Linked DNA regions of Mus musculus: regions 2, 3 and 4 are each linked to region 1. The links are chromatin contacts, called in public promoter capture Hi-C maps. All regions are on one chromosome and are shown on one strand. Each heading gives the region's core, a stretch centred on a gene start, on an enhancer-like site or on the middle of the called end of the contact. The rest is flanking DNA. Distances are from core to core; before and after follow the strand shown. Region 1 holds the start of 4930429P21Rik (a long non-coding RNA gene). Region 2 holds the start of Rpl29 (ribosomal protein L29). Region 3 holds the start of Gpr62 (G protein-coupled receptor 62). Region 4 holds the start of Camkv (CaM kinase-like vesicle-associated).

Region 1 (3,114 bases), core at 385-2,884:
AAAATGTCCTGGGGAGTAAGAAGCCGGCAGCCTTCCCGGGTATCAGCTCTACCAAGAGCCAGGCATTCCCAAGCCGTCCCCCTGCCATCCTGCTTCCCGGCTGTGTGGCTCTGGATCGGTCCCCGTGCCTCTCTGACAAAGGAGCAGAAGGACAGGGTGGATGGACAGACATGGAGTGTAGCAGGTGCTATGCATCGGGCTGGAGGTTGGGTGCAGGACATGAGAAGTTACTCTCAGGTACTATGCCTGGCTCCTTTTTTCCCCTCTTCCCCTCCTCAATTTTGTCTTCCTCCTTGTTTTGGTTTTAGATAGGCTTTTCCTATGATGGAGTTCAGCTGGGTCTCGAACTCACAATCCTACTGTCTGTGCCTCTAAAATGCTGGGGTGGCAGACAGACACATCATGCTCGGCTTCCCTTTGCCTTGTTTTAGTCAAAATCGAGAACCTATTGGCTGGGTCAAAGATGAAAAGCCAGGTGAGTCTGGAAGAGAAAGGCTGAGGGTCCTGAGGGATCATAAGAGCAGTCGGGTGAGGGGTGACCAGGGGAAGTCATTGTGAGGGTGACCTGTACCAGGATTGGGTGTTTTCCTGTCCTCCCCTTCCAGGTCACAAGGCAGCCCCCTGAGTTGTGACATCCAGCAGGATCATAGCCATGGCAAGACACAGATTCCAGCCCCACCAGTGCAGGCAGCTGGACTCTGGGCCTTCATCCAACCTTCAGCCTTTGCCTAAGCCTGTCTTCTGCCCTCCTGGGTCATGTCAGATGGGTGCCTGGGTACCAAGCAGACAGGTTTCCATCTATTCTCACCATCTTGACTCCTCTAGGCTCATAGGTGCCAGGCCTCTAAGATGATTTTGCTAAGTCCCCTTCCTTGGACAGCTTCTGAGGGGTTAGCTCTCATCTCCAGCTTTAGATCTAAGGGGCTCCAGGATCCAGAAAAAAAGCTTTAAATTGTATGACTGCAGAAGTTCGTCCCCAGGCTGTGGATGAGGGACCTACTGTGCTGGGTTTCCAGCTGCCTCTGAGATGGGAAAGCCTGAGTGGTCACCACAAGGGAATCTGTCTGGACTGTGAGATCTTCTGGGTACCACGGAGCTTGCTAGGAGAGAGAGCTAACTTCCACGGGATTTCTTGGGAAAAGTCATAGGCTGGCCAGAGCCATACCCACATCCTGGCCAGCAAGCAGAAAGAGAAAGTGACTGGGCATGTATGTCTCTGTGCCTTCTCTAGGCAGCCTCCCCTGACTAAAACTTTGGAAGCAGCTCTGGTCAGTACCCTTTCTCTAAGCCAGCAGAGTGGGTCCTGAAAGGCAGGCTGTCCCTCACATGTCAGACACACAGAAAATGCTTGCTTCAGCCTGTGCTCTCTGAGTGAGGTCTGGAAGAAAGGATGCCACATGTCAATAACTCTTGTGTCAGGATCTGAGAGCTCCCCTCCCTACTCCCCCACCCCCACCCCCCACCGCATCCCACTGCACTATAAACAGGCTGACTGAAGAAGTGCTCGTAGAAGCACCCAGATGGACTGAAGGAAGCAGTGTGTGTGTGTGTGTGTGTGTGTGTGTAGCTTTGCAAAATAGAACCTAGCCCAAATCTCAGCCTCTGGGACAATCAAGGTGGGTGGTAAGAGGGATGTCTGGAGCACTGTGATGTCAGACCTGAACTCTCAGAGGAATCTTGAGGCCTGCCAGTCACCTGATAGACCAAAGCACCTGGTGCCAGGGAGAATGGAAGAGGCAGTGGGTGCCTGGCCCAGGGACCCTCCTGTCTTGCTCTGGGCCAGGCCAAGCCTCTGATGGAGAGGTCTAGGCTGGAGATCATGTGGTGATGTGCGTGGGAGCCTCAAGAAACATCTCCCAGAACAGAGAGCTTGGTACCCAATATTCTCAGCGGGGTGCGGCAGGAGGCAAGAGAGAGGAGAGAGTCCCAGCCTCTCTCCAAGCTTTCTACCTACCAGGTAAGAGAAAGTCAGCCTCTCTCCAAGCTCACCACCCTCCAGGCAGATTCTCGGTCTTTTTCAAACCCTCCACAGCCCTAGAACTGGCCTGTTTACATTTCTGACCACTTTGGGTAATGTTTGCTGTTGTCACCTTTTAGGCCACTGTGAGGATCTGTGTCTCCCCTATGTGGATCCACCAGGAAATATTATTTAGAAGGTTCATTTGTCTGGCGGAACTCGGAATCCAGGGGCCAGTGAGAAGCTTAATGGGCTCCGGGACTCACTAGTGACATCATCAGCATCCTGGACCCCCTCCTGCCCTGCTAGCCCCCCTGCACATTCTAGAAACTACACACGGTGGGGGACACTAGGGAGGACGTCCTCCTGTGACCGATTCTCTCTGCTTCCAAGCTAGTAGGAGTTCAAGCTGTCTGGAGGTTGCAACTAAATATAAGGACTAAGCTATGCTGGGTATTTTTATGCCAACTTGACACAAGTTAGAGTCATTTAGGAAGAAAGACCCTCAGTTGAGAAGACCCCCCATCCCTTTGGTTGGTAGACAAGCCTGTGGTGCAGTTTCCTGATTGGTAATTGATTTGGGAAGGCCCAGGTCACTGTGGGTAGTGCTACTCCTGGGCAGGTGGTCCTGGGGTGTATAAGAAAGCCGTTGAGTAAGCCATGAGGAGCAAGTCAGTAAGCAGCACCCTATATGGTGCCTCTGTACCGACTCCTGCATCCAAGCTCCTGCCATGACTTCTTTCAGTGATGGGCTACAATGTGAAACTGTAAACTGAAATCAAATCCTTTCCTCCTCGCCAAGTTGTTTATGGTCCTGGTGTTTCACCATAGCAACAGAAACCCTAAGACACTAGCCCAGGCGGTAACTTACTGATCAGAGCTAGCCTGAGCCATCAGAGATAGAATCCCTAGCCTTGGAGAAAGACCACCCCTCCCAGCTTCCCCTGCCTGCAGGTTCCAGCTTCTCAATGCCAGATATAATATAGAAACCAGACTTCTGGGGGACCTCAAAGGGCTCTAGCTTCCCACCTCCTACTGGTCCCTGTTTGACATACAGGGATCTCAGGTCTGCTGTTCAGGGGTCCAACCAAGTTCCAAGGATGTCACGTTCCTAGATGTACCGTGAGAATTGAGAAGTGCAAACTGGGATGGTCTGA
Region 2 (3,114 bases), core at 370-2,869, 920 kb after region 1:
CCCGGTTCACTTCCTTAAGTCCCTGGTCACAAATATGTTACTGTAAAAACAACAGTAAGTTAACCTTAACCACAAAAAGGTTGGAGGGTGTGGGTGTGAACTTCTGGAAACCTAGCTGTTTCCTGAGACTTGTCTAGGGGCACCCCCCCACCTCAGCTGAGTGTCAGATACCAAGCCTAGTCCATCAGATTCACATCAGAGAGCGTGGTTGCAGGCAGCAAACAGACCTAGTACAGCCTCAGTTATCCCCAGTCTATTATCTGGGTGCAATCAAATGTACAGAACTAGAGTTGCGTTTAGACGCAGACCATGAGGTACCCAATATACAGAACGACTCCCTCCCTCCCTCAAGGCTCCACGGAGCAAGAGAAGCAGTTCTGTTCTCAGGAGATTACACCAGGGGCTGGGAAGGTCAAGGAAGGCTTTTCTGTTGAGTCTGACATGGGAGACAAGGAGAAGCTAGGCAACACAATCCCTAGAGCTCAGAGTTCGAAGCCAGCCTGGTCTACATAGTGAGTTCTAGAACAACCAGGACTACACAGAGAAATCCTAGCTCGAAACACACACGCTGGTGGTGGAGGAGACATGACTTACAAGAGGCCCTACCCTGTAGACCTGGAGCCAAGGGATAGTTTATGACCCACTGTCATCACTCACCCCCTTAAGAGATTCGTATCTTTGCGACCGGGGTTTCTTGATGCCATTTCTGTGCCATTTGCGGGCTGTAGGGTAACAAATATTTACAGGTCAAAAAAAAATGAGGTATCTTCCAATAAGACCACCTAACATCATGGTTGGCAGTCTTTTGAGAATACACTAAGGATGGGTGGAAAGCACTATGGGCTTTTTAAGCGGATTCCTGGCTCCCAAATTTGTAATCTCCAAAGTAGCTAAACACACAATCATCTTCAAGGCTCACCTGAAGGGTGACCTGCCCTCCCTCCAGCTCTGATCTAGCAACCCTAACCCAATCCTCGCTGGGGTACAGTCGCCAGCCGGAGCCCAAGGAACTTACACTGGTTGTGTGTGGTGTGGTTCTTGGACTTGGCCATGTCTGCACCTGCAAGAAAGCCACGAGATCAGTTCTGGGCTTCCCCAGACCGGCACACCTCTGCCGCCCTGAGCTGGGGTAACATGAAGAAACCAGAGGCTGCAGCAGACGCTTCCGATTTACGACACCCGCCAGCCTGGCAACACTCACAAAACGCGACCCCACCTCTCAAACGCGAGCAAGGAGGTCGGTCCTGAGACTGAGCTTGCCGGCCCCGGGGCGGCTTTCCCCGCCATCCGTTCCTTGAGGACGACCGGGAACCACCCCCGCCCGGCAATCTCGATGCCCCATAGCCAAGCAGCTGCCCGCCCTGTCCTTCCTGCCACCCGTGTCGCCTGCCTCGCGACCCGCCGCCGCCCTGTAGTCACGGATGTCATCGGATGCCGTAAGGCCAACACTCACGGTAACCCGCGGCTCCCGCAGCGCCGGAGACCGGAAGAGAAAGAGAAAGGCCCGCAGTGCAGCACGGGAAATAGGGCCGACACCGCCGGAAAGTCCAACGGAAAAGCTTCCCTCACTGCTGGCGGAGAAAAAAGGTTCCAAGGCCGGAAAGAGTTGAAGCCTAGAAAGGGGAGGGGTTAGAGCCTGGCCACGCCCTCTTAGCGTCACAGATTTCTTTCTTTGCTTAACCCCTCCCCGCTATTTTTTGAGCGGGTCTTTCTTGCTGTGTAGCCTAGACTGGGTTATAACTGTTCATCCTCCAACAGCAGGCTTTTGCTACTGGGGTTAAGAGCGTGGTGTTAGCATGGACCACGACGGCGGCCAGCCCGTGTTTGCTTCCTTCTCTTCCTCCAGTGCCTACTTTGCTCTTGGGCTAGACTTCCAAAGACTCTGAAAGCCGAGGGGGCCTTTGAGGGATGAATGTTAATGGAGCGAAGAATCTGTGTTCTTAAACAGCTCACCGGGCTCCTGTGTGGAATGCACTGGAGAGGGCAGAGGAGAGGAGAAGAGCTATGAGACTCATGCAGACTGCCACACAAGGGCGCTGGCTGCCTGAAGACAGTGAAGAATGTACTAGGGAAAAGAATAGACTGGATTTAGGGTGCCGAAAATTAGAGAGAGAAAAGCGGCAACGATAGTCCAAGTCTACTCCAACAGCCTGGGCTGGTTCCCCAGAGTGGCAGTTTCGTGGTTTCTTTTTTTTTTTTTTTTTAAGATTTATTTATTTATTATATGTAAGTACAGTGTTGTTGTCTTCAGACACTCCAGAAGAGGGAGTCAGATCTCCTTACGGATGATTGTGAGCCATCATGTGGTTGCTAGGATTTGAACTCAGGACCTTCGGAAGAGCAGTTGGGTGCTCTTTTTTTTTTAAGATTTATTTATTTATTTATTTATTTATTTATTTATTTATTTATTTATTTGTTTATTATATGTAAGTACACTGTAGCTGTCTTCAGACACTCCAGAAGAGGGCGTCAGATCTTGTTACAGATGGTTGTGAGCCACCATGTGGTTGCTGGGATTTGAACTCTGGACCTTCGGAAGAGCAGTCGGGTGCTCTTACCTGCTGAGCCATCTCACCAGCCCCAGTTGGGTGCTCTTACCTGCTGAGCCATCTCACCAGCCCTCGTGGTTTCTTTTCACATATATTAGATGTGAGATGATGCTAGAGAGGTGAAAACAGGCCTGTAATCACAGCTACTGGCTGAAGAATTGTAAGTCTGAGATGCCTGAGTAATTCAGGTAGACCTTGTCTCCGAAAAGCTTTTTTTGTTGTTGTTTCAAGATAGGGTTTTTCTCTGTGTAGCCCTGATTGTCCTGGGACTCACTCTGTAGACCAGGCTGGCCGCAAACTCAGAAATCCCCCTGCCTCTGCCTCCCAAGTGCTGGGATTAAAGGCGTGTACCACCACTGCCCAGCTCCAAAAAACTTTTATAATGTCAGGATATCCCAGCACTCACGAGGCAGAGGCAGGCAAGCCTCTGTGATTTTAGTTTATGTAGTGAGTTCTAGGACAGCCAGGGTTATGTAGAAAGACCCTATCTCCAGAAAGGCATGGTAGCTCACACCACCCACTCAGTGTATAGGGCCTAAGTTTTATACAGAAGCAGGAGAATCAG
Region 3 (3,114 bases), core at 155-2,654, 890 kb after region 1:
TGGATGGATAATGGAAGGAGACAGTGACCATGCAAGTCTTGCACGAACGAGAACACAGAAGAGCCTCCATGAGGGAAGCCATAGCTTCAGGCTGGAGGCTGTCTCCCACAGAGGGCTGTAGAGGCTTAGGCTAAGCTGTGAGGGGAAACATCATAGCTTCCTCCCTCTTCCCACTCTCTAGTTTTCTGCTGGGAACTTCCGTTGGCTGAATATTCCCCCAGCGAAGCCCGGGAAGGTCGAGAACAGGAAGGTAGAGTGGAGAAGGGACCGAAGGACAAATCAGCTGAGCAGTTTGAGACTCGGGAGCAAAAAAGGCAAGGCCAGTTAGGGGAATGCTGGGACAGACGCTCTGAGTGGGCAGCAGGGTTGGTGGGGCAGCGGTATTGGTGATAAGAAATGACTAGATTCCCTGGACCTTTGACCAATTGGATCGGGTGTGGGAGAAAAGAAAGCTCTATCCTGAGGAGTTTGCCTAGGGAGACACTCAAGTCTGGTTCAAGGGAGAAGGCCCTTCAGACACCTGCTTCCTTGTCACTGTCTAGGTAGAGTTGTCATGAAGTTGGGTGATTGTAACTGGAGCATGGGCCCCTCCCGCTGGAGTTACCTTTTGAGCCACCTACCTGGGGGAGGGAGGCAGAGATGCTACATACTGAGCCTGTGCTTTTTTTTTTTTAAGATTTATTTATTATTATATGTAAGTACACTGTAGCTGTCTTCAGACACTCCAGAAGAGGGAGTCAGATCTTGTTACGGATGGTTGTGAGCCACCATGTGGTTGCTGGGATTTGAACTCCGAACCTTCAGAAGAACAGTCAGGTGCTCTTACCCACTGAGCCATCTCACCAGCCCGAGCCTGTGCTTCTTGTGGTAGGTCTTGTTAGCTCAAGCTTCAGAGCTCTGAGGTTGGGAAGGGGTGGTGCTAATGATGCATGTGCAGGGTGCGCTTTAGAAGAGAGCTGGTTTGCCAGCAGTCAAAGTCCAAGACCAGCTAAGCATCCATTTTTCTGCTAAGCCCCCCACTTCACAAGTATTCCATAAGGTGAGGTGCCAAGGTAACACTGACTGAGCAGCCATTATGTGCCATGCCCTGAGATTTCTCTCTCTCCTCCCCTCAAGACCTCCTGGGGGTTCCAAGCACATCTAAAGTTTCGGTTTTTTGTTTTTCCTGATTCCTGGGCTACCTTGAGAAAAGTAATGTCTGACCGAACTGCCCCCACGTCGCACTCCTGAGCAAGGTGGGTATGGGTCTAGGCTCAGTAAACTGTACCCTCGGGCAGTTTCACAGAAGAGCCTCCAGTCTCCAGCTGGCAGCTGTTAGAGCCAAGGGGGCTGGCACCAGGCCCTGCCCCTCCCTTACTAAGCTGTGTGTGTCTTCAAAGGGGAGCATCAGAGTGACAGCCGGTACCATCTCCACAGAGGCTGAGTGGCTGGAGCTGTGCTAGGGCAGGGGGAGAAAGCCGAGCCAGGCTCAGCCTTGCATCCACCCATAGGGCCCACCAAACCCCACAAGAAGATGGCAGCCTGGGCGTTGGAGTCACCTCCTGGGCAGCCTACGAGGTGAGGGGTCTTGAGGAGCATGGGACAGGTGATGGGAATCCTGGAGCCAGAGGCTCCATTTCCGCTCTTCCTCTAGCAAACCCCAGTGAAGCCTGAACGTTCAGATGGCCAACGGCTCGGGGCTCAGCGTCACCGAACTCGCGGGCTCGGTGGGGTTTATCCTGGCGGTTCTCGTAGAGGTGGGGGCCGTGCTGGGCAACGGCACTCTGCTCGTGGTGGTGCTGCGCACGCCGGACCTTCAAGATGCCTTCTACTTAGCGCACTTGTGCGTCGTGGACCTGCTGGCGGCTGCCTCCATCATGCCTCTGGGCCTGCTGGCCGCGCCGCCCGGGCTGGGCACTGTGCCCCTGGACCCCTCGTCGTGCCGAGCGGCGCGCTTCCTCTCGGCGGCTCTGCTCCCCGCATGCACGCTCGGCGTGGCCGCTCTCGGCCTGGCGCGCTACCGCCTCATAGTGCATCCGCTGCGGCCAGGCGCGCGCCCGGCGCCCGCGCTGGTGCTCACCGCGGTGTGGTCCGCGGCCGCGCTCCTGGGCGCGCTCTCCTTGCTCGGGCCACCGCCTGCGCCACCTCCGGCCCCAGCTCGCTGCTCCGTCCTGGCCGGGGGGCTCGGGCCCTTCCGGCCGCTCTGGGCGATGCTAGCCTTCGCGCTGCCCGCCCTCCTGCTGTTGGCCGCCTACGGTAGCATCTTCCTGGTGGCGCGGCGCGCCGCCCTCCGGCCTCCGCGCGGGACCCGGCCCCGCTCCGACTCTCTAGACAGTCGCCTCTCCTTCTTGCCGCCCCTCCGGCCACGTCTGCTGGGGGGCAAGGCGGCCCTGGCCCCAGCCCTGGCCGTGGGCCAGTTTGCAGCCTGCTGGCTGCCTTATGGCTGCGCGTGCTTGGCGCCCGCGGCGCGCGCCGCAGCGGCCGAGGCTACTGTCACCTGGGTAGCCTACTCCGCCTTCGCGGCTCACCCCTTTCTCTATGGCCTGCTGCAGCGCCCGGTGCGCCTGGCGCTGGGCCGCCTTACCCGCCGAGCGCTGCCTCGGGCCCCGAAAGCCTGCACATCGCAAGCCTGGCACCTGCAGACACTCCTTCGGCGCCTCCAGGAACTCCGCAAGGACCCTGTCCTAGGCCCTTCTGAGGCACCAGAACAGGCCCGAGAATTGGCAAGACAGACCCCGAGTGTGTCAGAGGCCACCTGAGACATTTCTTCTGAGTTGGGGAAAGGAGGGTGAGATCAGGTTGTAGCTGGTACTCTGAAGGTCGCTGGAATGGCAGAGGGGGTGGTACTTAGCCTGGTGAGGTTTTCTCAGGAACCTGATCCTGTACTCAGTCCTATCTTTCCAGGGGCCTCAGTGTTCCCATCTGTATGCTGTACCATCATCTCCTAAGGACCCCTCCAACGTAGGCCTTTTAAACTCATGACCACTCCCTGGTCCAAAGAGGAGAAAGGCAGGCATGGTCACAGAGATGAGGGTCCTAAGAACTCACAGCCAGAAGGATGAACCAAGCGGAGCAGGATTTGGGTTACACCATAGCAGGAGTAACCAGTGGAGAAGCGTACCGAGTTACCTACTA
Region 4 (3,114 bases), core at 374-2,873, 580 kb before region 1:
CCAGCAATCTCCACCTCAGTCAGCTGAACTCTCCAGGCCTTGGGTTTCCAGGGCCCTTCTTCATCCCAGCCTCAGTCTTGGGCAGATCTCAGGATGGCCAAAAGCAGCAGCCAAAACAGCACCATGAGCAAGCCAGAAACAGGAAGACAAAGGCACACCAACACCCCCCAGGTCTCAGTTTCCCTGAACAGAGCAGAGGACTGCCACCAGCCGGCTAATTGGTAGCCACCAGGGAATGAAGACACAGAGAAGGGCCTGCAGCAGATATATACAGAGCCAGGGTAGGGCGCCTGGGGATCCACACTAAATGAGGGGAAAAAAAGGGAGACCTCTGTCCCATCCTGGCTATGAAGGGAATGGAGATACTAATTTCCAAGTTAGGAAAGGGAGGCTCAGAAGTCACTGAATCTGCCAGTAATCAACTCAGAGGGGGAGGGGAAGCCAGCCTACTTCTGCAAAGGTGGTCCTGGGGGCCCCAAAGCCTGAGCCTGTGTTTGGAGGCTGGTGTGCAAAAGACCCACTAGAGTCGTATAGACCAGCTAGGAGCTTTTGGTGAGGAAAAGGGGGCCCTGTTCTCTAGGAAGGAACCTGCTAGAACAGGTTTGGGGTCGGGGAGCAGTTGGCAGCCCTTCATGGGGCTGGGGCTCAAAAGCCCAGGGTCTCCTGTCAAGCAATAGCAAGCTGAAAAAGACAGAGAGGCTAACGCTTTAATTGTCCCCTGCGACTCCAGGCAGAGTCCCTGCTCTTCACCATGGTACCACTCTGACCCCCTTCCCCAGTGCTGCTGGCTCGCCCCCGCTGGCACAGCAACACACATGCGGGAGGCACACGTGTGAGCAGCAAGCCCCGCACCTCCCAGCAGAAACATGTGCGCCCCGCACCCCCACCTCGCACGTGTGTCAGTGCGCTGCGCCCCCACCTCCCTTGACAAAAGACCCTCAGAAGGCTTGGAAGCCTGAACTTAGCTTGGGGGCCAATAGTCCACTCGGGCTTAGAACCTCCTCCCCCAGCCCCGCAGCAGCCCCGCCCAGCCCCCTCCGGATTGTCGCCCATAAAGAACTCTCCGTTGTCATGGAAATTAGTGACTGCCAAACCAGAGGGAGGGGGCCCCCAGGGGCAGTTGGGGAGGGGCTGAAGACCGCTCTAGGAGCGAGGATGGACCGCTCGGCCCTTGGCCCTTTACCCCTATAAGGGGCACCACGAATCTTCGAGGGTTTATGTTTTTTACAATTCGGAGCTGCAGAGGCTTTCTCTGGGACCCTCCCAAGCCGTCAGAGGTAATGGGGAACTTTAGCCCAACCCCGCACGCCACCCCACCTCGCATCTGCAGAAACGGTGCGCTGTGCCCCTGCTTGGGACCCCCAGAGTCCTCGCGGTGATCGCGCGCATCCTGCGCGGGGATTCTCTAACCAGGGAAACAATCTCCCAAGGCCCCCCAACGTGCATCCAGGAGGCGCCCTCCCCACCGGCCCAGCCCTCCCTGCTCCGCACCTGCAAAGCTGGTCGGTCACAGGCAGGAAGCGATAACCCGCTCAGCAGGGCTCCGGGGGCGGCGGGCAGAATCCGCTCCGGGCACGCGGGGCAGACGCGGCGCCAGCTGCAGCCGCTTCGACTCCAGAACCTCCAGCATCGCCAGTCGCTCTCTGGCAGCGGATTCGCACCCCGGGCCGGGGGCGGGCTGGGGGCGGGGCCTCCTCGCCCGGCCCGCCCCCACCCTGGCAGACCCGGAGACTGGAATCCCACTCGAGGGAGGGCGCATGCAGGTTGGCGGCGAACACCTGCTAGGCTCACTTAGGCCATCAGACTCAAAACCCAGCAACAGGAGGCGAAGGGGCCCTTCCTAATCCCGAAGTAAGGAGTTAGGAGTGAGGACTTGGAGAAGAACCTGAGTCCTGGAACTGCACAGGAGTCTCCTGGCTAGAAGTAGTTTGCAGGAGACCAGGGCCCTGCCCAGTTCCCCAACCCTGATCCAAAGGGTTGGATCTACTTAGAACCACATGGGCAGTCCCTGGAGCACCTCCTAGACAGGAATAAACACACAGGACTATGTGTGCAATTGTGATCAATTTGGAAATGACAAGACAGTGAGGCCCTCAGACCATCCTACATCCAACTCCTGTGAAGCCAAAATCTTTCCCAACTAAATTACCAGCCTCATGGCTGGCTCAGTCAGTCCCCTCTGTATAGTTCTGAATTTCCCAAACTAAAAGTCACCTATGATGTAGCATGGGGTCTGCTTTCTTCTCTTTGTAATAATCCTTAAACATTTCCTAAGCAACATGACCCAGGTGACCTGGGCTAGGTTATGGTATTGTGGAAGTACTAGGAAGGAATTTCCAATGAAGTTCTTAACCATATTTCTGTCCCTTCTCAAGGAGGCAAGAGGACTGAAGGTCCATCCCACTGCCCATCAAGTCCTGAGGACCATCCTGAGACAATAAATAAAGGCCACATTTAGGTTTTCCATTGTCTGGACCCAGGCTCCATTCCATCTTACCCTGCTAGTGATCTGCCCGGCCCAGCCATCCTGGGAACAGGGTCACATGTTGAGCAAGCCTATTTGCATTACCACCCATAGCTGAGGACAGATGGGACCCAACAAGTGAAGAACTTGGGGCTGAAGCCAGAAGATTGCCAGAGAAATTGCTTCAGGGTTTCTGGATAACCTCTTCCAGAAGGGTTGTTGAGTTCTTCATGTCTTTCCCCGACTCTGGTCACTTCCTCTAGGCCATGTTATCATTGTATCTGGGCCCCTGAGTACGAAGAGTCTTGGCCATTAACATCCATCCCAGTACTGGATAGGAACCTTTTGGCAAACTTGACAGAGCCTATGTCTAATCTCACAATGCTCAACTAATGTTTGCAGAAGGAAGGAAAAGCCTGGCATGCAGTCTTTTCTATTATCCCTAATACAATGAGCCTCCAAGTTTATGTTGTAGCCAAGACATGGCTGGCAGAACCGACATACCTCAAACACATCTTCTATCTTTCTTGAGGATCACAATCTATCCAAGAATGGGGCCAAGAACCTGGATTATGGCTTTAGAGTCAGTGGAAGGGGTGGCTCCCTAAAGCTTTGCCTGCTGCTGGCAGTATTCCACTTCTTGATCCTGT

Evidence for each region. Promoter capture Hi-C pulls out the DNA fragments that hold promoters and counts their contacts.
Region 2: a contact with region 1 is called in a promoter capture Hi-C map of liver, with 8 times the contacts expected there. The contact joins the promoter of Rpl29 here to the promoter of 4930429P21Rik in region 1. A contact is called at or near these places in 2 of 39 promoter capture datasets (liver and pre-B cells).
Region 3: a contact with region 1 is called in a promoter capture Hi-C map of liver, with 6 times the contacts expected there. The contact joins the promoter of Gpr62 here to the promoter of 4930429P21Rik in region 1. A contact is called at or near these places in 4 of 39 promoter capture datasets (hippocampal neurons, liver and pre-B cells) and 1 of 115 datasets of contacts at active chromatin or transcription factors (bone marrow-derived macrophages).
Region 4: a promoter capture Hi-C map of pre-B cells shows a contact between it and region 1, with 2.1 times the contacts expected there. The contact joins the promoter of Camkv here to the promoter of 4930429P21Rik in region 1. A contact is called at or near these places in 2 of 39 promoter capture datasets (liver and pre-B cells).

What each region holds. Positions count from the first base shown.
Region 1 is chr9:107,352,578-107,355,691 of GRCm38.p6, reverse strand. It overlaps 4930429P21Rik (a long non-coding RNA gene), which reads left to right and starts at 1,634. Exons shown (of 5, transcript XR_003948243.1): 1 at 1,634-1,957.
Region 2 is chr9:106,427,916-106,431,029 of GRCm38.p6, reverse strand. Rpl29 (ribosomal protein L29) reads right to left here and starts at 1,619. Exons shown (of 3, transcript NM_001324534.1): 1 at 1,016-1,619; 2 at 658-722. The coding sequence starts at 1,052.
Region 3 is chr9:106,464,275-106,467,388 of GRCm38.p6, reverse strand. It overlaps Gpr62 (G protein-coupled receptor 62), which reads left to right and starts at 1,404. Exons shown (of 1, transcript NM_001159652.2): 1 at 1,404-3,114. The coding sequence starts at 1,662. The coding sequence ends at 2,738.
Region 4 is chr9:107,934,429-107,937,542 of GRCm38.p6, reverse strand. Camkv (CaM kinase-like vesicle-associated) reads right to left here and starts at 1,623. Exons shown (of 11, transcript NM_145621.2): 1 at 1,492-1,623.